2 separate regions of the Columba livia genome follow, and region 1 is linked to region 2. Evidence: chromatin contacts called from public Hi-C data. All regions are on one chromosome and are shown on one strand. The core of a region is the stretch at or near the end of the contact, and the rest is flanking DNA. Distances in the headings are between cores, read along the strand shown.

What was found. A called contact is a pair of places that touch in the nucleus more often than the background predicts.
Region 1: a Hi-C map of liver shows a contact between it and region 2, with 2.5 times the contacts expected there. The contact joins the promoter of IER5L here to the enhancer-like site in region 2. A contact is called at or near these places in 2 of 2 Hi-C or Micro-C datasets (crop and liver).

What each region holds. Positions count from the first base shown.
Region 1 is chr19:5,364,983-5,370,762 of bColLiv1.pat.W.v2, forward strand. IER5L (immediate early response 5 like) reads left to right here and starts at 3,536. Exons shown (of 1, transcript XM_065035841.1): 1 at 3,536-5,203. The coding sequence starts at 3,902. The coding sequence ends at 4,894.
Region 2 is chr19:5,266,260-5,272,238 of bColLiv1.pat.W.v2, forward strand. No RefSeq gene overlaps it. Among named protein-coding and RNA genes, the nearest start is that of NTMT1, 4.7 kb to the left of the region's middle. Within about 2 kb of position 3,717, at least 2 of the 3 cell types and tissues checked have an H3K27ac peak away from gene starts, as active enhancers do.

The DNA of each region.
Region 1 (5,780 bases), core at 2,286-4,785, 99 kb after region 2:
TCACCATGTAATGGCCAGTTAAAAGCTGCAATTATGTTTAACTGAGATGGCTTTAGGCCAATCCTCCCCTATAGCAGTAGGGTCCTTAAGGCCCTTTCCCATGGGAAGGGCCCACAAACCCCAGCGAAGACCATGGAATAGGGATGCTGGACAAGACACAGAGATTTTTCTGGTTAAGGCAAGTACCAAACAAACCCATCCTGCCCCAGCTTGCTGCTGCAGAGCCAGAATACGGACAGGACTCGTTATCCGCTTTTAGAAAAGCGGAGTTTGCAGTCATGCCAAGACAGGTATCAGCCAGATTCCCGTCTTGGGGAGATTTTGGAGCCCACAGGCCACACTGAAGCAGTGCAGCTTTTGCAGCACACAGCCCATCCCAGCTCCAGGATTAAAGCCACCGTGTCTGCAAACAAAACACTCGCACCTGCCGGGAGAGCCAGCCGAGGAGGAGAGACAGCAGCAGGCAGCGCCAGCCTCGCCAGCCGCAGCGCGGAGCCCGGCAGTCAGCGGGAGGATCAGACCCATGTTTTATAGCCTTTATATTAATTACCCAGAGTCTAAATAAGATTAAAGTTTTAATTCCATCTTCATCTCCTAGAGGCTCCTGCTGTGCTCTTGGGTTTTCCCTGTGCCACGAAGCTTCTCAGGCAGCTACAGCAGAGGGCACTTCTCTGGCAGCCAGAGACGGCAGCATCTCCAGCATCAGGGTTGCCCCACAATGCCCAAACCACCCCGAGGATGCACCTCCATCAGCCCAGCACTGCTGCAGGCAGGGCCCTGCAAAGTCCACCTGGTTCTCCAGCTAAAACCATGACCCAAGGCCAGCGGGGCCAGGCAATGATTAAAGAGCACAGGGCCAGCACTGGGCAGTGTCCACACTGTGAGTCCGAGCCAAGGCGGGATGGACAGTGAGCAGGAGCTCAAGGTGGAGGATGTCTGCCAGGGCCATGCTTCGTGGCTGGCATCCTCCACTCTGCCCAAGCCACCCCATAGCAGCCGGCTGACGGGCAATTCGGGCTCTTAGCCTGGACCACCATGGCTGGAGTTTTACAGCTGGAGATGGGCCAGCGAGCAGCAAATGCCAGCTGAGCAAGAGAGGCAATCGCTGCCTGTGCTGGCTGGGTGGAAGATGTGGCACAGGCTGGCAGCAGCAGTACTCGCTGTCCTGGTTCCCCAATGCCCAGGAGGCTACAAAAAATACTGCAGAGCCACAGCTGGGGCTCAGTCCATGAGCACCCCATGAGGGCAGAGCCTTTGAGCTCGCACACCAAGAGTAAGGCCTGACTCAGGCCACCAAAGCACCCAAAGCTCAGCACTGGTTTGCATGATGTGCCCCAAACCCCAGCCGTGCTGTACCCTGTATTATCTGTGCTGACCAGCCCTGGGTATCACCTCCCAGCTCTGTAGCTGCAGCACAGTCACAGGCTTGGAAAAGCCAACATGCAGCCAGGAAGGGTCGCAAGGGAGGGAGACCAGAGGAGAAGAGAAAGGAGACGGTGCAATCCCCCACCTTGGATACTGCCTGTACCCACTGCCTTGAGCTACAGCCATGCTCTAGACAGGGTTGTAGTTGTTTCCCACATTATGAACAAGGAACCGAGTCAAGAGCATCCAACAAGAGCCTGGGAATGCACAGAGTATCATTGACTCCGGTTCGCATAGGTGAGAACAGCTTGTGGGGAAGGCTGCTCCACAAACAAGGCTGCACAAGCAAGGAAGACTTAGCCCATGTCGCTCAGGGGACAACGAGCTGCCCCAGCCCAGCTGTTGTCCCAAGAGCCTTTCCACAGGGAGAAAATCCTCCATGGTTCTGGGCCTGCTCCCCTTCCCCTGGGTGAAGGACATGGGTGAGCTGAGCCAGCAGAGCCCAGCCGGACAGGGAATTAAGCAAAGCCCCCAGCCCTCAGAGCACATCCCAATGGCCCCAGATTTTACACAGTGCCCCCAAAGCTGACAAGCCCAGTGACCACCTTACATGCTGTCCCTGTGGTTTGGAGGTTGGGCTGTACCAGTGGGAACAAGGGCTTTGGGGGTTTGATATCAAGTGGGGTCCCCACAACCTGCAGACGCAAGGCTGCCTGTAGTCACCACTAAGATACACACACCAACACATCCCCCAATTCAGGCACCCAACATGGGGAACCTCCACAGTCAGTGCGGAAACCCCATCCTCTCCCTTCTGCCTTTTACAGAGGTGCCATTTCAGAAGCAGGTCTGCAGCTCCCATTGCCCCAGCACCACAGTCCCTCTGGCACTTCCTGACTCATTTTTCCTTTTCCCACCAAAACACCACAGCCCTCTCCCCTGAGCCTTCCAGCTACGCACCCACCGCCAGCTCTTACCTGCTGGCCAAGGGCTGTTCCTCTGCAGTGATACCAGCTTCTCTGAGTAATGCTGCTGCCTGGGCAGATGGCTGTGTCCCGCGGTGGCCAGGTCCTTCAAGCAACAAGCACGGGGTCAGCCCTGAGCCCCTACACCCCCTAACTTCCTCCATCCCACAAGGACCTGCCCAGAACCCCCCGCATCGCATGCACCCTATGAAGGAGCACCCAGCGGGGACCCCCCTGCTGCCCTGCAGGTTCAAAACAGCTGTGTGCAACGGGGTGGGATAGGAGCCCTTAATTAGCAACAGCCCGTGCATGGTCCTACTCACACTTTAGCGGAAAAAGTGCTGTGATTGAGGTCAATTTCTGATCAGTGACATGAACGGTCCTGCTTCCCCCGTAGGGGGAAACACCCGACTCCTCTCTGCCACGCGTGGGGTGCAGGTGGGTGTTTGCAGGGTGGGAGATGGGGTGTTCCTGCCGGGGGCTGCTCGCTGTTGGGGTGCGGGAGGAACCAGCAGTGCCAGCCCCTCACAGCCCTTAATGCTGCAGGGCTGGGGCACAGCGGAGGGGACACGGCAGGGGCTGCAGAGGGGACAAGCGGCTGCGTCCAGCCGGGACGGGGCAGCCCCTCCAGCACGATCCCAGAGGCTGCCGGTACCACCATAGGTGCCGGGAACAGGCAGTGCCCCGGGGATGTCACTGTGAGAGCTGCATAGGGACCCCGGTGTCCCCGGAGAGCTGATCGGCGTGGCCCGGGCTGCGACACCGCCCACCGAGGCGGGAGCCGCCCCCCGCTCACCTGTGTGAGGGGAGCAGCGCAGGCTGGCGGCGCCCCAGCCCTGCCCGCTGCCACGGGACCGCGCTGCCCGGCACAACCCGCCATCCCCCGCCCGGCCCGGCCGAGCCCCAGCCCGGTCCCACCGCCCTCCTGGGCCGCGCCGCGCCTGGCAGCATTTGAACGGCGCGAGGAACCCGCCTCGCCCCTATTGGCCACCGCGCCCGCCCATCAAGCCGCCCGCCGCCGCCCCGTTGGCAGCTCGCGCCGGGGGGGCGGGGCGGGGCCGGCGCGGTGCTATAAAATGCGGGGGCTGGGCAGGCGGGCGCTCAGTGCCGCTGCGCGACAGGTACCGGCCGGCGGGGGCGGAGTGGGGAGTGGGTGGGGCGTGGAGGGAGCGCGAGCGAGGGGGCGGGACAGGGCAGGCGCGCGCACGCGAGAAGGGCGGGCGGGGGCGGCGCGCGGGGAGGGCGGGGGCGCGCGCGGCGCTGGTGGCGCTGGCTGCACGCGCCTGTCCCCGCACGGCTCGCGGCAGCGGCAGCAGCGGAGCCACCGGCGCGCACGGCGATGCCCGCTCTGCTCCCGCCGCTGGCCGCCCCCTGAAGACACCCCTCTCTATTTCCCCCCTTCTCCAGCGACCTCAGGTTCTTTCCCCCCCTTTTCCTCCTTTCCCCCCCCTTCTATTTCCCTCCCCCCCCTCCCCCGCCTCTTTATCCTTTTTTTTGCGACCCTCCGCACCCTTCCCGGTCGCCGTGTGGATGCGGCCCGGGGTGCCTGGCTGCGCGGGTGGCGAGAGCAGATGCTGAGGGGCCGGAGGAGGATGGAGTGCACCCTCGATGCGCAGAGTTTGATCAGTATTTCCCTGCGGAAGATCCACAGCTCCCGCACGCAACGAGGCGGCATCAAGCTCCACAAGAACCTGCTCGTCTCCTATGTGCTCCGCAACGCCCGGCAGCTCTACCTGAGCGAGCGCTACGCCGAGCTCTACCGCCGCCAGCAGCACTACCCCGACGGCGCCCCGCTCCTCGCCATGCCCGCCTGCCCGCCGCCCGCCGCCGCCCCGCCGGAGCTGGCGGTGCTCCCGCTGCCCGCCGACACGCAGGACCGCGAGGCGCGGAGCTGCGCGGTGGTGCGGGGCGGTGCGGAGCTGCTGGAGGTGCCGGTATGCGCGGCGCCCCCGGAGCTGCAGCGAGCGCCTTGCAGAGACTCGTCCCCGGGCTTCTACCGGGCTACCGGCAGTGCCGGTCCCGGCGGCGGCAGCAGCAACAGCGCGGCCCCGGGGCTGCTTTACGCCGCCGGTTGTGACTTCGGGAGCGGTGGGGCGCCGCACTGTAGCAGCCGCACCACGGTGCTGGATTTGGACACTCACGTCGTGACCACGGTGGAGAACGGGTACTTGCACCAGGACTGCTGCTCGCAGTGCCCCTGCTGCTGCCAGCCGGCACCGGGGCTCGCCTCCCCGCCGCCCACGCCGGGCACCAAGCGCAAGTATTACCCGGGGCAGGAGGAGGAAGAGGAGGGGGTGGAGGAAGGGGAGCCGGGGGGAGGCGGGGTGGCGGGCGGCCCCCCCTTCGCCCCGTGCACCAAACGCGCCCGTTTCGAGGAGTACAGCGCCGAGCACCCCCAGGACTCTTCCAACATCTCCAACTTGATCTCCATCTTCGGCTCCGGTTTCACGGGGCTGGTGAGCCGGCAGCAGGCGGACTCGGAGCAGCCCCTCAACGGGCAGCTGTGCAGCAAGCAGGCGCTGGCGAGCCTGGGAGCCTGGACTCGGGCCATCGTCGCGTTTTAGAGAGGAGCGGGGAGCAAAGAGGGGAGGGGGGGGTTGCAAAACGGGGGTGCGATCCGAGGGACAGCGGCTCCGGAGAGGGGGGACCCTGAAACAAAGGCGAGGGGGGGGTTGGGACGAGGGGAGGGGGGGTGGGGGGTGCTGAGGGGTGCGCAGGGGAGGTGGGAGGGCAGAGCCACGCTAGTGTTTTATAAATTGTACAATAAAGAAAAAAATAATTAAGATCTTGGGACTTTATTTTTGCAGAGATGAGAGAAAAAAACAACAAAAAAAAATAAGCAAACAAAACAAACAAACAAAAAAAAACAACAACAACGAAGCACCTATTTAAATAATCCTCTTTGTGTCCGCTCGGGTTCTCTTTGCCGCGGGTTTCCCGGGGCCGGTGCTTGCGGCGGGGAAGCGCCACGTGAGAGCCGGGCCCCGCCGCACCGGCCCCGGGACCCCCGGCGGGAGCGGCCCCCGCCCGTCCGGGCTGCCCCGCGGGGCCCCCCCGGCTCCGCTAGTTTTGGGGTGCAGGGAGGAGCAAAGTACCCGCTGCCGGTTCGCTTTTGTGCGTTTCTTTATATATTAAAAAGAACATTAAAAAGAGGCAGAAATGAAAACATTTCAACTTTCCTCCCAGAAGAAACGTGTGCGATGCGACTTCTTCCCACCGTTTGTGCCGGGGTAACGCTGGAGGGTTACAAGAGCTGAATTTGGGGGGGGAGGGAGGGGGTGAAGCAGGGGCCGGGGGTCCCTCCGGGCTGCTCCCCGCCGGGAAGGGGCGAACCGCCCCCGGGCAGCCCGGAGCCCCCGCCCCGGTGTGTGTTTGTGGTGCCGCAGGTAACCGTGTAACGCTACTCACGTCTCCGGTGTGCTGTGTCGGGTCTCTTACTCTTTTTCTTTT
Region 2 (5,979 bases), core at 2,467-4,966:
GGGGCAGTCACATCCCATCCATGGAGCCCATGGTATTTGTCCCACCTGCTTCCCAAAATAGACATTTTTTGTCCCTTTTTTCACCATGTTGCACTGAGGCTCCTGTAGACCCTTTCCATTAAGCCCCAGCCTCTCCCCCATCCTTCCCCACCACTAAAGTCCTTTGTGGTGACAGGGAGGGGACAGTGCTTCTGTCCCTCCTGGGGTTGGGATTCCGCATCAGCCCCTCAGGTTTCAATGAAATCTGCAGTGATTTCCTTGAACCAGGGGCCAATCTCACTTGGAAAAGTTCCCTTTTAATTTATACATACTTTTTTTGTATTGAGGCAACAGAGTGTGGCTTAAAATTAAGAGAGGAAGAAGAAATTGGTTGAGCATCTCTCAGCTCACTGTGGTGCTGAGCCCTGCAAAGGGCTGGGCATGAGGGTCCCACCATTGAGGACATGGAGTCCCACTCTCTGCTGGTGACGGGTCCAATCTTGGGGCCAAATCGTGCAAAGCCAAGTCTGCAAAAGACGTGGCAGCAGCTCTGGCCGCACTGCAGAGCAGCCCGCTCCCCTCCTCGGCTCAGCTGCCTCCCCGTGGTCGCTGCTGCCAGGAAATGTTTTTCCTGTGACCAGTTTCAATCTTGTCACTCGGCAATTCCTTGTGCGACGAGACAGAAAACACCCCCCAGACCCTCTTCTCCAGCCCATTTGTTTCCCTGCACACTCTCCTGCTCCCGCTCACTCGCCACCTTTCAAGGCAATCACTGGTGCTGCAATTGCTCTTCAGGAATATATATATTTTTTTTCTTTTCCCCAGGTGCTTAATCACCCTTATTACCCTTTTCTGATTAATTAATTCTAATTAATTTTGCACTATCACTTTTGAGAAGAGGTGACCAGGACAGCACATGTTGTTGCAGGTGATTTGCAAGGCAGGTCCTGCAGTGCTGGCACAACCCTCCCCTCGGCAGCGGTTAACCCGGGTCTGGGTGGGTGCCTGCTGCCCCATTTGCTGCCATTAATGACAATTAATGGAGCAACAAAGCCCTCTGGGGTGCTGGGAAGAGCTTCCAGGTACTTTGCTGGGACCCACTCAGTTGCTCCCACCGCCTTTGCTTGGCCATGGGCTTCATCCCAACCAAACCTGCCCCTGCGCCCATGTTTGCCCTCCTTCAGCCGCCTCTGCCATGTTATGGCCAAGGCTTGGGAAGTTGGAATTAAATAGGCCAGGCCTTCCCCATGCTCCCTGAAAGCCACCAAGGCACTCGGAGGGGTGGCAGAGATGTGGGTCCCTTGTCACCAGCCGTGCTCTGTCACCTCTCATCTCCCAGTGCCAGCCCTTCGGCGGTACCAGCACAGGCGTCACCATCTTCACAGCCAAAACCTGGTGTGGTTTGGCTGACACTGCCCTTAGGATGAACACAGATGTCCTGGGGACAGCAACTAGTGTCCCTTTGCTGTTTGTCCCCAAAGAAACCCCTGGTCTGTACCTCAACCCCAGCAAGGAGAGGGGACACAAGCTGGGAGGCTGCGGCCACACTCCTGCCCAGGAGACGTCTCAGGGTGTCCCGTGTCCCTGTCACTGGCCACCAGCTGCTGTCCCCAAACGGAGCCAGTTGGGCACCCAGTGCAGCTTGGGCTGGGACCATCCATCCCACCTTGTCCCTCTGCCACTGGCTCTCACCGGGAGGCTGAAGCATCACCAGCGACACCGCTGAACCCCCTCAGCAGCCCAAAATATAGAAAAGGTATTTATTTTATATAGTGTGAGATATGCTATATACTACAAATCGTATGCTAGATAGTAGATATAGTGTGTGTATATATATATAAAATACACTGCGTGTATAATATTGTGAGTACGGTAACTGTGTATGTGTGTGTATACACATACATACCTTTATACACATACATATAGAGAAAATTGACTCTTTATGCCTACATGTATACACATACATATATGTATACAGCATATCATACATACCATACATATATACACATTTACACACCAGATAGATATATGTATATGCATATAGATATATGAGCATGAATATATGCACGTATATATGCACACACAAATATATATATATATACACATATATAAAACATTTCTAATACATGTATATATGGTGTGCATGGTATGGTGGGGGAGAGAGAGAGCGTATGTACATGTGTGTAGGGAACAGTGAAGCTGCTCTGGCTTCATGGCCGGTACAGGGTGGTGGGGAGGAAGAGGAGGAAGAGGAGGAAGAGGAGGAAGAGGAGGAAGAGGAGGAAGAGGAGGAAGAGGAGGGAGATGAGGAGGAAAGCACACGGCAGGGAGAAAGAGGGAGAATACAAACTGCTCCCACTTACAGAAGCTCCCCTCTTTGATTAATTGTGCTTTCTGTTTGATAAATGTTACGCACGAGTATAAAATATGCAAAGCACTTAGCAAGTTCACACTGTTTAAAGAACTCAACTAACTAAATTAAAATTCTGTGATACGAAGGGAGCTGCTGACGAGCAGCGTGGCAGCCCGAGCAGGGACCCCGCGCCACGGCCACGCGTCCCCCGCGCATCCCTCCCCAAACCGAACCAGAGTGGCGGGTACCAGCTCCCTCCCGCCTGCATCAGAGAGGAGAAAGGAGGAGGAAAACCCAGCCTAGGTCCAGCCTGCTGAGCTCTTGAGCAAGAAACCACAGGCAGGACAGAGGGACTTGACTGGGGGCAAAGATTTCTTTTTCCAAAGTTAAGTCTTCACTGGGCTGACAAATCCTTCTGCAAGGTACGACCCCACACCCGCTCAGCCCTGACAAGAAGAGACTAAAACAACCCACGCTTCGTAAAACCTCCTGGAAGTTTTTGCCCACACGGTGTGGCGAGGCACTGCTGGAGAGCCAGCCCTAAACCCAGCCCTAAACCCAGCCCTAAGCCCCCATCACATCCCACAGAAGCAGGAGGTAGATCCGATGCCGGTAACAAGCCAGCTCAGCTTATCCTTGCAGTTTGAGCAATAATTTAGCCCCTCTGAACCCACCCGGCTGTAAATCCTGGCACAGACACGTCCCAAACATTCATTTCAGGCAATGCAGTTTGTGTCATCTTGGCATTAGCATTTACACTCTTATTAATTAATACTTGTTAAACTGCGACTAAAAATAAAGCGCTCGGCTCCTGGTCTCAGCTAACGCTTCTCTGCCCTCACCCAGCAGCGCAGCTGGGCTGTGGCAGGCTCAGCTCCCTTCTCCATAGCCAAAAAGGAGCGGGGGGGTGGGGCGGGAAATAAAGGGCTGTGTTGAAGCAGGAATCCTGCTAAAGCAAAATTCACCTCTCTCCACACAGCCTGGGTGGAACAAACCGACGGCTCAGCTGTTGCTCAGGGCATGAGGCAGCGTGAGGTTCGCTCCCGCCTCTGCTCCTCCCCGGGACGAGCTGCGGGGTGACGGGGATGGCAGCACATGCAAGATTTAACCTTTATTTTTCCATTCCAGCTCCTGAACTTGTTTTGCTGCTTTTTCTTTCTCCCTGGACTGGGCCTGGTTGGCTCAGTTGTTCCTCCCATTGGGAGCTGGTTTTGTTTCACAGGTGGGACACCCTGGCAGGGCTTCTGTCTGGGAAGGAAAGGGTTAAACGCGGTGGGCACAGGTGGGCTGTTGTCCCTGCACACAGGCAATTAAACTGGAAGGGCAGCAGCAAAATTCCCTTTTCCTTCCCTGGGGCTGCTGCCCATCCACATCCCTTTGGCTGCAAAGCCAGTGTCTGCACGTGTGGGTTATTGCTACTGCCAGGGAGAAAAGGGCCTGAAATGGGGTGAAAAAGGCTTTTGGGGAACGCCAGGGGTGAAACCAGCTGGGTTTGGTGCTCCTACACTCCAGCCAAACATAAGCCCTGCGAGTCTTCTTGTTTCCTTCCTTCCCAATAGCCTGAGCTCTCGGGGCCCCTTCAGACCTAAGCGAAGAAAGCAAAGTCTCAGCACAGGCTGCTTCCCATATAGATTCCATACATTGCCCATGGCTCTATAGCACACAGACCTGCAGTGCATATAGAGCTGGGGCACATGGCCGGCATGGGGCTGGCTGAGGGAGGCTGTGCCGGCTCCCTGGCGCTATTGCTGGGGAAAGCAGTCTGGTCTGCAATATTTAATAACATTAATAATATTTAATAATAATAATAATAATAATAATAATGATGATGATGATGATGTTTAAAAACCTTTATTAATGAAAGCCCAAAGCCTGCAAATTCATGCAACACTGGGAAAGCCCCAGGTTACCAATCTGCATGACTTCAACCACCGGATCTTGCAAGACTTGGCCATGACCTCTGCTCCTGGCTTGGGTGCTCTTAATTTTCCTGGAAAGCCCAGGCTCCAGCAGAGCAAAGCTGGAGGTCAGGATCCCACCCTCCTGGCTGTGCTGGGGCAGCCCAGTGTGGAGCTGGGGGTGCTGGAGCTGCCCATGCCCAGGTCTCATCTGAGCCGGGTCAGGTACCGGAGCCGGCGGCACTTGGTGCAGCACAGGGGGTGAATGCTAATGATGCCGAGCTCCTGAGAGAAATGATCAAATTCTCTGTATAAAGCAGGAAGGAGAGGAAGGGGAGGGGGGAGAAAGGGAAAATAACTCCACAAATTAATTCTGCTGATGAAAATTAAAATCAGGCATCGCCAAACCAAGCCCAGAACAAGATGGAGCCACAGCCCCAGTGTGGCCACAGCCACCCTCCAGGGTCGCGTCTGCCTGAGGTTTGCTCCCGTTTGTCTCCAAAAAGCCCCCAGATGTGTTAAGCCAGCAACCCCCAATGCGGGTAAAGGTGCTGCAGCCTCTGGGGCAGGATCAGGCCAACCCAGCTGAGAGCATCACGGCTCCAAGAGGGTTTATCTTCACCTCTGGTGCCTTCGCTTCATTCAGATTTACCTGCCCTGAGGGTGGGCACCCAGAATTGTGAGATTTCTTTCCATGTCAAAGATTTAAAAAATGCAATGCTGAGAGCTTTTTATTTATTTCTATTAACTTCTGGGCTTTGAGCCTTTAAAGACTTACTTTTCCCCCCTGCGCTCTACAGCAAGGACGGCTCTAAAGGTCCTTCTGGCCTGAAACAAAGGCAGAAACTCGGCAGCGATTGCAGGACTCCAGGAGCTGCTGCTTTAAAAAGAAAACTGGCCTTAAAAAGAAAATAAGGTAAGAGTTTGGGATCGGGCTGTGTTGCAGGATCCAATCCCCCAGCTTGGAAAACCTCCCGCCAGCCTGGGAAGTCCCATGGGAGGGACGTGGCTCCAGCATTCCCGGGGTGGCTCTGGGGACACAAGGGGACTTTCCTGGTCTTGGACAGTTCAGATGGCACGGAGGAGGGCGCAGGGCTCTGCACCAGCGGACACCAGGGTTGGGGCCGCAGCGATCCTGGGGGCACCCATGGGTGGGACAGTGGGACCCACCCCAAACCCTACCTTCCTTCCCTTACCATCCCCTCTCCCCGGCCATGGTTTCATTTTGACCCCGGGCTGCTTTCCTCCTCCCTCCGTCCCTCCTCGCTCCCTCCATCCCTCCTCCCTCACTCACTGCTGCCAAGTCCGCAGGTTCCCGCTGTGACCTTGAGCTGGTTCCTGGAGCCGGTTGTGGGTTTCTTAAAGGAGCCGTGGGTGCTCCCAGCACCCCCTTCCTGCTCCCCCAAACCCCAGCACAGCCACGCACTGGGACCCCAGGGGATGGAGGAACAAGGAATGAGACAAGGGGATCCCCAAGGGCACAGAAATTGGGAAAAAGTGGCCAAATCTCAGGCCGTGGCTCGGCTGCTGCGTTTTCTCTGGGGGCAAACAGCCACGGGAAGGGGGTTCCCAGCCACCAGACCCAGCGCTGAGCAAGGGGTGGGTGGGCAAAGCCCCCGCTTGTGCCTGGTACCCAGCACTGGTGGGTGCACAGGGAAGGCAACAGCCCGCCCGCCATGGAGATCTGCACCTGGAGCCTCGGCAGGGCAGAAACCTCCCAAACTGCCCTTCCCAATTCCCTGAATACAC